5 separate regions of the Mus musculus genome follow, and regions 2, 3, 4 and 5 are each linked to region 1. A link is a contact called in public HiCAR-type and HiChIP or PLAC-seq data. All regions are on one chromosome and are shown on one strand. Each heading gives the region's core, a stretch centred on a gene start, on an enhancer-like site or on the middle of the called end of the contact. The rest is flanking DNA. Distances are from core to core; before and after follow the strand shown.

What was found. HiCAR-type assays count read pairs that join an accessible place to other places. HiChIP or PLAC-seq counts read pairs in DNA pulled down with a chosen protein or histone mark.
Region 2: a contact with region 1 is called in a HiCAR-type map of astrocytes, with 6 times the contacts expected there. The contact joins the promoter of Ccdc153 here to the promoter of Pafah1b2 in region 1. A contact is called at or near these places in 2 of 39 promoter capture datasets (the HPC-7 cell line and pre-B cells) and 1 of 115 datasets of contacts at active chromatin or transcription factors (astrocytes).
Region 3: a contact with region 1 is called in an H3K27ac HiChIP or PLAC-seq map of large pre-B cells, with 4 times the contacts expected there. The contact joins the promoter of Abcg4 here to the promoter of Pafah1b2 in region 1. A contact is called at or near these places in 1 of 39 promoter capture datasets (neutrophils) and 1 of 115 datasets of contacts at active chromatin or transcription factors (large pre-B cells).
Region 4: a contact with region 1 is called in an H3K4me3 HiChIP or PLAC-seq map of embryonic forebrain, with 2.9 times the contacts expected there. The contact joins the promoter of Atp5l here to the promoter of Pafah1b2 in region 1. A contact is called at or near these places in 2 of 39 promoter capture datasets (liver and neutrophils) and 1 of 115 datasets of contacts at active chromatin or transcription factors (embryonic forebrain).
Region 5: a contact with region 1 is called in a HiCAR-type map of astrocytes, with 2.3 times the contacts expected there. The contact joins the promoter of Ube4a here to the promoter of Pafah1b2 in region 1. A contact is called at or near these places in 1 of 39 promoter capture datasets (pre-B cells) and 1 of 115 datasets of contacts at active chromatin or transcription factors (astrocytes).

The regions. Positions count from the first base shown.
Region 1 is chr9:45,983,591-45,986,136 of GRCm38.p6, reverse strand. It overlaps Pafah1b2 (platelet-activating factor acetylhydrolase, isoform 1b, subunit 2), which reads left to right and starts at 1,266. Exons shown (of 6, transcript NM_008775.3): 1 at 1,266-1,432.
Region 2 is chr9:44,239,400-44,241,945 of GRCm38.p6, reverse strand. It overlaps Ccdc153 (coiled-coil domain containing 153), which reads right to left and starts at 1,269. Exons shown (of 7, transcript NM_001081369.2): 1 at 1,223-1,269; 2 at 870-948; 3 at 259-324. The coding sequence starts at 939.
Region 3 is chr9:44,286,982-44,289,527 of GRCm38.p6, reverse strand. Abcg4 (ATP binding cassette subfamily G member 4) reads left to right here and starts at 1,284. Exons shown (of 15, transcript NM_138955.3): 1 at 1,284-1,514; 2 at 2,063-2,312. The coding sequence starts at 2,075.
Region 4 is chr9:44,919,458-44,922,003 of GRCm38.p6, reverse strand. Atp5l (ATP synthase, H+ transporting, mitochondrial F0 complex, subunit G) reads left to right here and starts at 1,262. Exons shown (of 3, transcript NM_013795.5): 1 at 1,262-1,394. The coding sequence starts at 1,343. Gm30934 (a long non-coding RNA gene) reads right to left here and starts at 1,277. Exons shown (of 2, transcript XR_379340.4): 1 at 887-1,277; 2 at 1-776.
Region 5 is chr9:44,964,327-44,966,872 of GRCm38.p6, reverse strand. It overlaps Ube4a (ubiquitination factor E4A), which reads left to right and starts at 1,273. Exons shown (of 21, transcript NM_001346698.1): 1 at 1,273-1,388.

The DNA.
Region 1 (2,546 bases), core at 17-2,516:
AGAGGAAAGGACTTACTTCCTTTACAGCTCTCAGATCACAGCTGTCACAGAGAGAAGTCAGGGTAGGAACTGGAGCTATAGAATGTCGTTTCTTACTGACTGACTGTGTGCTCTTATACAACTCAACTCAGGGCCACCTTCGCCAAGTGGCACCACTCACAGTGGGATACGCCCATCAATTATTAATCAAGAAAATACCCTCATAGACTGCCTACATGCCAATCGGATGAAGGCATTTTTAAAGTTCCCTTCCTCAAATGACCCTGATTTGTGTCATTGACAAAAACAACCCAGACATAGGGCTTTATCATTGGAAACCAATTCAAGTTGTTTCTCTTAACAGTGTATTTAATACTAAACTGTTTAAATAACCCTTTACGATATTCTCTTGATCAAAACACTTAAAACAGCACTTACTGAGATCTTGCTAGTGTACCATATGTAACTGGAATATCTGCAGAAGAGTTATGGAGGCAGTGACAAAGTCATTATCTTGAAATTTTTATTTTGCATTCGAGATAATACAAGCAGCACATAAGTGATTTGAAATTTTATTTTATTATCTCGATAATTTAGGCTTACAGGTTTCAAGAACATTCTCAATCAGTTTCAGAGTCCTGGAATGCTCTGCAATTCACTATTATGAGTTTGAATGAATCCTATCCATCATTAAAGAGCCAGCCCTGGCACTGCTCCACCAAGTTTCCCTGCTAATGATGACGCAATCTCTTGCCCCTCCTCTTGGCGCTGATCTGTCCTGCACTTATCCAGCCGTTAGCATCTAATCTCTACATTGACTCTCTATGTACTCCCCTAAACTGGATGGATTTCTAAGGTAAAGACTGGGGTTTCTGTTATTCCCCGAGTGGTATCTATCACACAATTCTGAGTATCATCATAGAAATTCTGCTGGTAAATGTAGGGGTTGCCCCTTTTAACTTCGGGCCTATTTCTCCCCATTCTCTGCAATCTGGTTTATCCCATCGGTGGAGGAAATCAGTGGCTAAGAAGGGAGTAGCGTCAGCGAGAGGTCAAGCTACACTGTCTCTAAGGCCATCTCCGGATAGTTTCCGTCATCCTATCAGGACAGGAAGGCAGTTACAGGAAAGATGGAGGCTCAAGTCGGGGAAAGAAAGAGAACAAAGTCAGTACTTGGCAGGGACGGTAGACCTGTGCGCCAAGCAAAGAGCGCGCACTGCGAGGGAAAGTGAGGCGCACCCGCCCCGCAACTAGCCCCGCAGCCAGGGGCGGGACTTCCGGAAGCCATTTGCCCGAGTGGCAGGGGGACCGGAAGTGGAGGCGCTGCTGCTTGGTGCTGGGGCCCGAGGAGGGGACGCGCGCCGGAACGCGGCCGTCGGGATCAAGCGAGCGACTGAAGCGCAACCCGCCGACGCCGCAGCCGCTGAGGGCCCCGCACGGACCCTCTGCCTGTGTGAGTGCATCGTGGGGACCGCGGAGCCGGGGCCTCGTCGTGACGGGTGGGACGCGCGGGCGAGCCGGTATTGTGAGGCCCGGCTCCCCTCCCCCACGCCGCCCCTCCCCCGCCGCGCCCCGCGCTGTCGCCCTGCAGGGCCTCCGGGGCCCCGCGCCGTCGCCGCTGCCCTGCGGCGCCCTGGTTCCACCCTGGCCAGCGGCTGAGCGGCCCGCGGGTCCCCTGGCCCGGCCTCCTGCCTCAGCTGTCGCCTTTTCCCTCCATCCCCGGGGTGGGACCTCTAGGCCCAAGCCTGTGACTGGGTTGTGCCTTTTTTTTTTTTTTAACGGATCACGCTCTTTGCCCTTCTCGTCGAAAATTGTCTCCTCATTCGAAACTTCTCTGTTGCCTTCGCTTATACTTCCCAAAGACCCGTGTCAGGGCTCTGAAAGGATTGGTAGAGGCTAGCCTTAAGGGTCACCCACTTCATTCGGCGACGAGGCCCAGGCGTTGGTGACTTGGCCGATGGCCTACCGCCAGCCAGGTACATCTGTCAGTGAGTAGTTTCCTTGGAGGTGTGTTTCCTCTCCCCAGCCCTTGTGGTCCATGTCCACTTAGCGGGTCAGAGCCTGTGGTCTCCAGGTTTGAGTTACTCATGGCAGAGTGACTCGTTATCCTTTCCATAGCTCCCAGGCTGACGTTGCCTTTCATCATGTATATACGGATCTTAAGGAAACCCAAAGCCATAAAGCGTTGGCGTCTCTGAAGAACGTGGCTATGGACAAAGGGAAGGGCACCAAGACGCTAAGAGCAGGTCCTAGACTTGCATTTTCTACAGCGTTGAGTTGAGTGGAGAGAATGGGCCAGAGGAAAAGGTGTGGAAAAGAGAAAAATGCAAGCTTATCTTTCCCTTGGATGAGGCTTGTGTCTGCCCGTCAGTTCCTTCTCTGGGCACATTGTTCAGACTTAAAGGTTGCCTCCTTGTGGGAGAGCAGGGGAGGGAATCATTGTGCATTAATTTGTTGGCATGGGCACTTGATAATAAATTATGGATGGGCTGGATCCTGGGGGGCCGCCCACCAGAGACCGGGGCAGGGCATTCTGGACGAGGCTTGCCTTCCTCTTCAGAATAATT
Region 2 (2,546 bases), core at 20-2,519, 1.7 Mb after region 1:
TATAAAAAAGCAGGCTGAGCAAGCCATGGAGAGCAAGCCAATTAGCAGCACCCCTCCATGACTTCCGTATCAGCTCCTGTCTCCAGGCTCCTAGCTCCTCTCCTGACTTCTTTCAATAATAAACAGTGCTTTGGGTGCGCAAGCCAGATAAACCATCTCCTCCCCACGTTGCTTTGGTTGTGGTGTTTCTTCACAGCAGTGATAACCCTGACTAGGACCTGTCATTGCTGCTGTCTCCTGAGGCTCCACACTCCTTACCCAAGCGGTCCTGAAGCAGCTCCTTCTCGAGCAGCACCAGCCTGTGCTTGGCCTCAGCCTCCACACCTGTCGTGGCAAACCACGGAGTCTTAGGCTACGCTGATCTCGCCCCTGCCCTGTCTTCCTCCCGCACTTTTTGCAGGATGGGGGAAGATCACTGATACCCAATGCCAAAATCTGACAAATTCATAGCCAAGCCTTCACTGCCTTGTACTTGGTGTGTGCTCAAAAGAAGGGTGAAACAGATGACAGAGGCAAAGGACTAGAGGGGGCTCCAGGGGGAGAGAGGCAGTCTCCGGTCCCCAGCCTGGCCGAATCTGAACTCAGGGCTCTGAAGAGGAGGGCAAGAGAGCCTCACTTTAGCCAACTGTGGTGTCAATGCCTAACTAATGCCAGGCATTGTGAGCACCAGGCTGTCCCAGCACTAGGAGGACTAGGAGGATACGTTTGAGGCTTGCCTGGGTTTCTTAGTGACCCTGTGTCAAAAGAACAAAAGACAAAACCAAAACAAACGCCCTCTGTCTTGTTGCCCAGGGAGCTGGATTCCCTCTAAGGACCTTGGTGTGGACATGGACATGCAGGGGCACTGGCCTTCACCCATGGTGACTCACCAGGACTTGAATTCTTTTTCTTCTTCCGTGCCTCAGCTTTTCTCCCCCTTCCTTTGGTTTTAGGTGGCATCCCGCTGTCCTGACGAAGGGAAGACCTATGTAGGTCAGCATACAGACAGGCTTTCCTGACTCTTACACTGAGTTGGTTGGGGGTTTCTGGAGCATCAGAGTGCCAGTCTCCCAGTGCATCTTACACTTCTATAGAAGCTTCATTTCTTGGTCTCTGGGACCCTTAGGGAGGGCTGGGATCACTGAGGGAGAACAATCCTATGTGCAGCAGTCAGCTTCTTAGAGAAACTTCTGGACATCCCTTCTCTCTCCCCAACTTGTGTACTCTCCTCCTTCCTACCTACCTGCAAGACTTTCTGTTGCTTGTGTGGTGTCTCCCTGGGAAATGACATGTCATGGGGACAGTAAAGAGAGACCCAAGTAGATTGAGTCTAGGGAGGAGCCTGGGTCCTGGGAGCCAATCCAAGGTGTAAAACTTCCTCAAGAGGTGGGACCAAGAACTGGGATGTTGGGTTTCTGGATACTGCACGTTGTCCAGGCAACTGGAAAACTCAGGCAGGTGGGTGAGCTAAATCAGCTCATACAAAGGAAAGCTTCTCTTTTTACCTCCATATCCTAGCCCTAAAGAAGAGGCTTAGGAGCCGAATAGCTATTATTCATGTCTACACAGGCACTACCTGTGGTCTGGAGACTCTCCAGGCTAGGAATCTACAAACTTGCAGTCTGGGAGAGCAGTGTTTTGCAAGACATAGGGAAAGCAGGGATAGCGGCCATCACAGCTACTTTATATCTGGAGGTTTCGTGTGAACACAGTGACATTATTTACTTTAAAACAGAAGGTTTGGGGGCTGGAGAGATGGCTCAGTGGTTGAGAGCACTTGGCTGCTCTCCCAGAGGTCCCGAGTTCAATTTCCAGCAACAGCATGGTGGTTCACATCCATCTGTAATGGTATCGGATGCCCTCTTCTGGTGTGTCTGAAGACCACCAGATACATAAAATAAATAAATAAATGTTTTGTTTGTTTTTTGTTTTTTGTTTTTGTTTTTGTTTTTTTTTAAACAACAACCTGAAGGTTTGCCTCAAAAAGGCTACTGTGGTGTGTGAGGGAAACATGTTCTGACACAGGTAGTTGAAAGGATGCTGACCCACAAAGAGGAACACAAATTAGACAAGAGTCTGGAGTTCAGCTACTTAATTTTGCTCAGCTTGTATTTCTTGGTGTATAAGTTTTGTAGCTCCTGAAATCCCCAGACGTCAGTGCAGTGTTTACAGGACTCCTTTTTCCCTCTCCAGTCAATCTTGCCTTCTCCCACTATTTCTTTATGAGGTTTAATCTGCAGGCAGGGGTTTAGCAGCCCCCAGGCTCCCTGCAGCATAAAGTTGCTTAGGGCTCCCTCTAGTGGACTTGCTTGACCGCCTGCACCTCCTAAAGTTTGCAGTTGGTAATTTCTTGGGCAATATTGGGGGAGATCCCCTTTACGGGGTGTTTTTTAGTATCTTATGTATAATTAAAATTTGATTGTTGGCAGAAAGCATGACGGGAAGCCCTCCCTCCATCTGGGAGAGATCCGTCTGGACCTGTGCCATCTCTGGGCACCATAATGTCACCATACATAGAATTTAAACAAGCCTTCCTCCCTGTGGATTATGGAACCTACAGATCCTTT
Region 3 (2,546 bases), core at 35-2,534, 1.7 Mb after region 1:
GCTTACATACAAAGCAATCATTGGGGTATTGTCTATCATGAGGTATTGGAGATTAACTTGAAGAATAGAGGGTCCATCTGGAAAATTCGAAGATTGGTCCTGAGGAATGACCATAGGTGAGACAGGGATGAAGGGAAATTGGGAAAGATTGGATCCCAAACCCCCATGAACCTCATAGTCTCAGGGTGGGTGTGGACATGTCCTGCAGGGTCGCTAGTTTCCTGGGCTGCAGAGAGGTTTGGGCGAGGGTTGGGGGCTGGTGTTGGATTATTAGCATCTTCCGCTGCAGTAGCAGTGGAAGCAGTACCCAGAACCTAAGCCTACCTACCTCCTATCTGTCTCTGCATGTGACAGGCGGGAACTAAAAAGCTCAGGTCACGTGACTTACTGACCCCTTAAAGAAATAGAGGATAGGGCAGGCAGGAGCCAAGAGTAATTGAGAAAGGGCCAAAGCAAGTAGGCGGGGTGCGGGGGCGGGGGCGGTGTAAGCGCTCTGAGGACCCAGCCACGCTTGTAGGTGAGAGAGAATGTCCATGTCTATGAAAAGCCGTCCAAGACAGAATCTGAAGAGCTTTGTGTATGTATGGACTGCAGCCTCTTAGATCAGCCTATACTGGCTTGGAGACCTGAATCTGGCTGGTCGAATAGAATAAAGACTTTGATGGCCAAAGCAGGCTGTGACTGGGTCAAGGTTAACCTTGGAGCTGCCTGCAGGCTTTGTCATAACTACTATCCCCTGTCTCTTCATAACTAGTGTCCTCTTGAGCCCTTAGAGAGGGGGGATGTGAAGAGGCGTGAGAGGCTGTCTCAAAGTCTCAAGAATTATACATTCAAGTCCTTTGTACTTTAGGGTTGGGTGGGGCTGCGCTCCAAAGCTGAACTGCAAGAGATAAGCAATGAGGGGTTTGTGTATGCAGATAGACCGACAGCTTCCCAACCCCCCTGGGCACCTACCGCTCAAGGACCTGCCTCTCTGAGTAACATCAAGTCTCCCTCCCTTGGTGACCTCCGGGTTGACCTCAGTCCTAGGTCCAAAAAAGGGCCCCATTCGGGCCCCAACTCTGCAGGCATAGCTTTCACCACCTCCATCCTTGCTACTCGCGGAGTGAGGGGCAGTACGGGCCCTTTAAGAGCAGCAGGACCAGCGAGCAGAAGCTTGGAAGAGAACACTGCCGCCCGACTAGGTCCAGAGGACAGGCGCTGGGGACCAGACTACGAGAACCCGGCGGGTTCATCCAAGTGGGATCGCGGCGGGACCTCAACCATCTCTCCGCAACTGTGTCATCCTTTCTGACCCGAGCCCTGCCTTCCTCTACTGCCCGCCCTGGCCTAGCCCCGCCCCGGCCCGGGCCACCGGGACAGGGAGCCGGGGCGCGGGTGCCGCAGCCAGAGGCAGGTGAAGAGAGCCGGAGTGTCCACCTCCCGCGCCGCAACGCTGAGCATCCGGGTCGAACATCCCGGTTGAGCATCTCTGCTGAGCATCCTTGCGTCGCAGCGGCCGGAGACGCGTCAAGGTGACCAGGCGAGCAGGGGACAAGAGGGTCGGCTTGGAGGGTCTGGGGTCTGTCGCTGTTTGGGGGAACAGTCCGGAGGAGCGGGATGGGGAGGCCGGCCGAGGAGCGGTGCCAGTCCGTGCAGAGAGGGGCTCGGAGCCGAGGCCAGAGCCTCCCCCGGCCCACCCTGTGCCTCCTAGCTTCCCCGACCTCCGAGCGGGTGGTTACCCTCGCCCGGCCCCCAGGGACTGCTTGTCTGTGGGGTAAGGAGATTAAGGCCGCGGCGGGGAGGGAGGAGCGGGCACAGCTTCGATGGGCCAGGCGAGCAAGGCCAGGCTGAGACTGCCAAGGAACGAGGCGAGGTCGCAACTGAGTGTCACTGCACCACCGGGTGTGTGCTGCCCGAGTGCATAAGACCCGGCGGGAAAAGGGGTGCGGACAGTTGGGGGATCTGCCCGGAGAAGGAGGCTGGGGTGGGAGGAGTGGAGGCGGGGCAGCATCGGAAAGCTATGGCGCCTTGAGCAAGGGCTGGAGGGTCTGCCCGGAGCTAAGCAGGCCCTCTCCTGCAGGCCGGCTGCGTGATGGCGGAGAAGGCATTGGAGGCCGTGGGCTGTGGACTGGGCCCTGGGGCTGTGGCCATGGCTGTGACACTGGAGGACGGGGCAGAGCCCCCTGTGCTGACCACGCACCTAAAGAAGGTGGAGAACCATATCACAGAAGCACAGCGCTTCTCTCACCTGCCCAAGCGCTCTGCTGTGGACATCGAGTTCGTGGAACTGTCCTATTCCGTGCGGGAGGGGCCCTGCTGGCGCAAACGGGGTAGGTGGCAGCCCCATGGGACTCTCCCTGAGTTGCCTTTCCAGGAGCATAAGTCCTGGGGATACCCTACTCTGCGAGCTTTGTGGGCCCTAACCCTCACTGCACAACTGCAGTTGAGGTACAAGATCCCTGCTCCCCACATCTGCCAGCACTATGGGAGTTCAAACAGCTATTGAAGCTTTTTCTTCTAAATAGACCCTATGACCTCTCAATCTCTCAGTCTCTCTCAGTCTT
Region 4 (2,546 bases), core at 13-2,512, 1.1 Mb after region 1:
CCTGTAACTTCCAATCTTCAGGCTCCTGTATGCTGGTATAATGTGGGTTTCAGGTTATCTTTCCTGCTTTAATTTGACTTCACTGTCTAAGGCAGCATGTCTCTCCCTCACTGATTCCTTGATCCCACTTCTAACTTTTCTAACCACCCCATGAATTTTACTTCAGGTTTTTTTTTGTTTTGTTTTAAAAGATGTATTTATTATTATATGTAAGTACACTGTCGCTGTCTTCAGACACACCAGAAGAGGGCATCAGATCTCATCACAGATGGTTGTGAGCCACCATGTGGTTGTTGGGATTTGAACTCCTAACCTAAGCGCAGTCAGTGCTCATAATGCTGAGCCATCTCTCCAGCCCCTCAGTTTTTCTTCTAAAGATTGGGCTTTTCCAGAACTTGTTCTCCTCATCAAATGTTACTTTCCTACATAGTTTTTGGGTTTCCTGGTTTGTTTTTGTTGTTTTCATTCATAATGTCAAAGTTACAGCCTTTGGAATTTGTATATTTTCTTATACACCAAGAATCTCTACGCCTTCCCAGATCAGCACCACGCTTAACCTTATGTTCCTTTGCGTATTTATCTTGCAACTGACTCCTTCTATGACTATTTAGGAATCTTGGTCTCTAAGGGGATAATGCCCAAAGCATGCTTCCACCAAATTACAAAATGCCTGGCACAGTGCAACACCCTCAACACACATGACTTTCTTCCTCTTGTCCGCACAGCTCCTACTGGCTTGTTTGAAAAACCGGATTGGATCCCAATTCTGATACTGGCTGCGGAGGAAAACGGAATTATAAAAAGTCAATTAAAGAAGTCGGTGAATGGGTGAGTCACATAATGTAACGCCTATGTGGCCCCTTAAAGCTCCTATTTGACCTCAGACCTGCTATGCCTTTAAAGCGAACGTATAGGCCCACAAGCATCTTATGAAGCCCTCCAGCCTCGTTTTCCATGTTTTCTGAAAAGCTATAAAACTGCCGCAAGCTAATGTGGCGATCAAGCCAAGAAAACCAATAACGCATGCGCATTTCCCCCACTTCACCGATCTTCCGGACCAACATGAATAGCTGTCCCAAGTAATGCCTGCTCCCTGAGGAATCTCAGGATTCTTCACGTGTTATCGCGCCTCATTTTTTTTTATATCTAGGTTTTTACTTGGAGTGAACAAAGTAAACTGACTAATGAGATGCCACAAACAGGGAATCAATACCTATATGTTTTGAACAGGCACAGAGAGGGGCAGCCTGACCTTGGAAATGGGGAAGGGGTCCTGCCGCGGGTCCTTCCGGGGGTGACATTCAGCCGGCGGTTCGGGGAGACGTACCTTCCACCTTAGACCATGGCCAAGTTCATCCGTAACTTCGCGGAGAAGGCACCGTCGATGGTAGCCGGTGAGCGCAGCCCGGGAGAGGCTCGCGAGGGGAGGGATTGTGCTGCGGCACCAAGGGGCCGTGGGCGTCGGGAGGGCTTCCAGGAGGCCACTGTAAGGCCGCAGCCTCGCCTGGCCTGCCCGCGGCTGCTTAGAGCTCACAAGCTGCAGGGTCCTAGCTCGGCCGGGGAGCGAGTGGGTCGTGTAACTCTGCCCGGCCTCACTCCGCCGCGAACGCCGTGATGCCCCCTTACCGTGCCGGGAGAGTTGGGAAGGGAGGTCGGTAACAGGGGAGAGAGAGGTCACACATCAGACCTCATAGCTGGTCTGCGTCTCAGCGAAGTATTTGAAAGCCATCAGAAATTTTAAAGACGGGTGAGAGATCTTTGAAAGTTATGTTTGCTTACCATCCTGGTTAGAGCCTAGAGAATTCTGCGTCCGATGAAGGGAATTTGGAACGTAGGGGTGAATATCCCCTCCCCAGTCAGCACAGAAAGCGACGCCTGTCAGCAGTCGTCTTCAGAACCTTGGCTTGGCATTCGTGAGGTTGTTTTGTTTGAAAATTCTGATAGACCGCGGTCTCTCAGATAAACACTGAGTAGTTATAAGCCTGAGCAGTATGTTCAATCGATACAGTTCTCTTCTGAGTAGAAAATTACTGTATTTTTGAAGCAGGAGATTAAGTTTACAATTTCTTCTTTTCTGTATTGTATTAAGTGGTTGAAGGTCCTATTTCCAAATGTTCAAATTTGGTTATGAAATGTGAATTGAAGGTGGATTTTTTTTCAAAGATTTATTTATTTTACTTATGTGAGTACACTAGCTGTTTTCAGACACACCAGAGAAGGCCATTGGATCCCATTACAGATGGTTGTGAGTCACCATGTGGTTGCTGGGAATTGAACTCAGCACCTCTGGAAGAGCAGCCAGTGCTCTTATCCGCTGAGCCATCTCTCCAGCCCTCTGAGGTGGAATTTTAAAAACTTGTAATTTTGAGCTTTCCAACCTGTTTGCATATTTAGTAATTCTTTTTTTTCTCCCCTTCATCACCAGCTAGTGAGCTATTTAAACCCTTAAAGTGCCAGCCAGAGTCTATAAATACTGGATTCCTTCCTATGGAACCTGAGGCTGCCAATAGCTGTTTTCCAAAGAATTTCCTTAGTAAAAAATCATT
Region 5 (2,546 bases), core at 24-2,523, 1.0 Mb after region 1:
ACACATAATATTAATCTTTGCCCCAACCTCACTTTCTTAATGGTGACTTTTGAAATGCAAAAGTCTTTTTGATAAATTCCATTTTATAGATTTTGTTGCATTTGGGAGGTCATGTCTAAGACAAGATTGTCTCCTGTCTCATTATTTGTAGGTCATTGTTAGGGATTTGGTCTAGCTTTAACAATAAATGTCACTTAGAATATATGTAAAGTATTAGTAACAAATAAGAATAAAAGATATCATTGAAAAATATCTGAACATGTAATTTTATTAAACTAAATCTCACTTCATAGCAGTTATATAGATATACACTATCAAGTACAGCAAAGAAGTGCCTGGTACTCCTATGCATGTATGCTACCAATCTCTTGCTGAGGTATTGAGCTGTGCCAATATAATTTTTTTTAAGGGGTATCTCAGAATAGGGTAGGGTTTTGGTTGGTTGGATGGTTGGTTTGAAGTAACCCTAGGTTAGTCCAAACTCACTGAATAGCAGAGGATGACTTCGGATGCTCAATTCTCCTGTCTCTATGTACCAAGTGCTAGAATTACAGCATGCCCCACGGTGTCCCACTCACTACAGTTTTAATTTTCATTTTCCTTACTAAAACTAAGAACCAAGGCTGGAGAAATGGCTCAGACGACCCAGATTCAATTCCTAGCACCCACATTGCAGCTCACAACTGTCTGTAACTCCATATCCAGGGAATCTGACACCCTCACACAGACATACATACAGGCAAAACACCAATCAATGCTCATAAATATTTTTCAAAATTAAAAACTAAAAATTAACCAGACTTGTAGGCTGTATACTGTTAGCATTGTATAGATAAATCTAAGACCAACCCAAAATAGCGCGCTGCCTGGCACCTAATACCTGCTCAAAACGTCTTATACATTGTCCTTGTTGGTATTGTTACTGCTTCTAAGCCACAACGAGTGAAACGGCTCCAAAAAGCCATAGGACAGAAGGGAGCGTAAAAAGCAAAAAGTCACAGTCTGTGCAGAGCCCGACACCACAATAGTGTATCTGCCCTCAAGAGATGGATTTCCAAGGTCTAGCTTCATATTCCACAAAACTTCAAAGCACGCAGTCATAGCCAACCCTGCCCCGCCCCGCCCTGCTGCCTAGCCCAATCCCAAAGCCACTTCCGGCCCGCCCCCCACCCTCGCTAGCTGCCAGCAAACGTGCGCATGCGCCTCCTCGGTGTTTTCTCTGTCATTAGCGAAGCCCGACACCGCCCTACTTCCGGCGCGGGGTAAAGACCCAACAGGCTCGGCGCTCAGCGATGATGTCAGCTCCGGTTGCCTTGCTGAGTCGGAAGTAAGAACCTTTTGGTCGCTGTAGCTGTGAGGTGTCGTCGTCCCTGCCCTTTCAGGCTCCGGTAAGAGGCAAGGTATAAGAGGACGAGAGTGTTGAGGCTGCGACCCGGTTTTCTCCTAAGCAATTGCCAGTCAAGGCCCCTGCATGCCTGCTGTTCTCAACTGCTTGCCTGACCCGGGTCCGTCTTGAACTTCGACCCTGTCTAATCTGGAAACCCTTACGGTGCTCCGGCGTCCGGTGGCTCTGCACATTCCCTTCTTCTTTGCCAAGTCCCTGCTAGGAAAGGCCCGAGTGTGGGCTGTGGCTGTCTTTTGACTTATTTTATCTAGGACCTGCGCAGGGTGGGTGGGTCTCCCTGCTGCCTATGAATGTTACTGAACCCCAAAGGATAAAATACGAAGAGTGAACGACAGTGCCAGATGCCAAGGAGACAAAATGAAGCTCGACTCATAGCAATCAAACCAGTAGGGTGCGTGTAGCAAGAGGTTGACTTTTAAAGCGAGTGACGGCTTCCCAGCTGTAGCTCTTTGGATTCTGCTCGAGTTTTTCTTGGTCGAGAAAACATTTCTCAGATTGACCATAGAGTCAGACGTTTTGTGTTTAGTATTGTTCCTTTTAGGATTCTTTTTTGTCTCCTAGAGCAAGAATGGGTTAAGTCTCAATGTCATTGACTTTTTTGGTCCCAGAGACATAAAATGGGGCCCAAGATGAAATGCCAGGGTTTGTTAGAGACGGTTTTGTTTGTTGTGTTGTGTTCTTTTTTTGTTTTCGGACGTGTATGTGCTTCACTTGATGAGATCCTAGCTTGCAGATAAACGTATTGCAAGGATTTTTGTTACGACACCTAATGTAACACTGAAGGTATTTCCAGGTAGACATGTTACTTTGGGAACATTTTTAAATTCCAAAATAGAGACTTTATGGAGTACAATTTAATACAGTGTAATTTGGGCTTGGGGTAGGGAGTTGCTGGGGTTATAAACTAAGCCCTGGTGCATACTAAGTGCTCTAGAACAGAGCTACACCCAACCCCACCTTAGCCATAGAACTTGGCTATAGCAATCTGTTTTTCAGTGTTACCAATAGTTCTACTTTAAAACTGGATTGGACATGATCTTAAAATATCTGTATGCTCTCAGGAGCCAGTAGTGGCCTTAAAGGATTAGCAGCACTCTATATAAGTAGAAGCTTGAGTCAGGAGAAAATGAGAGAATTGTAT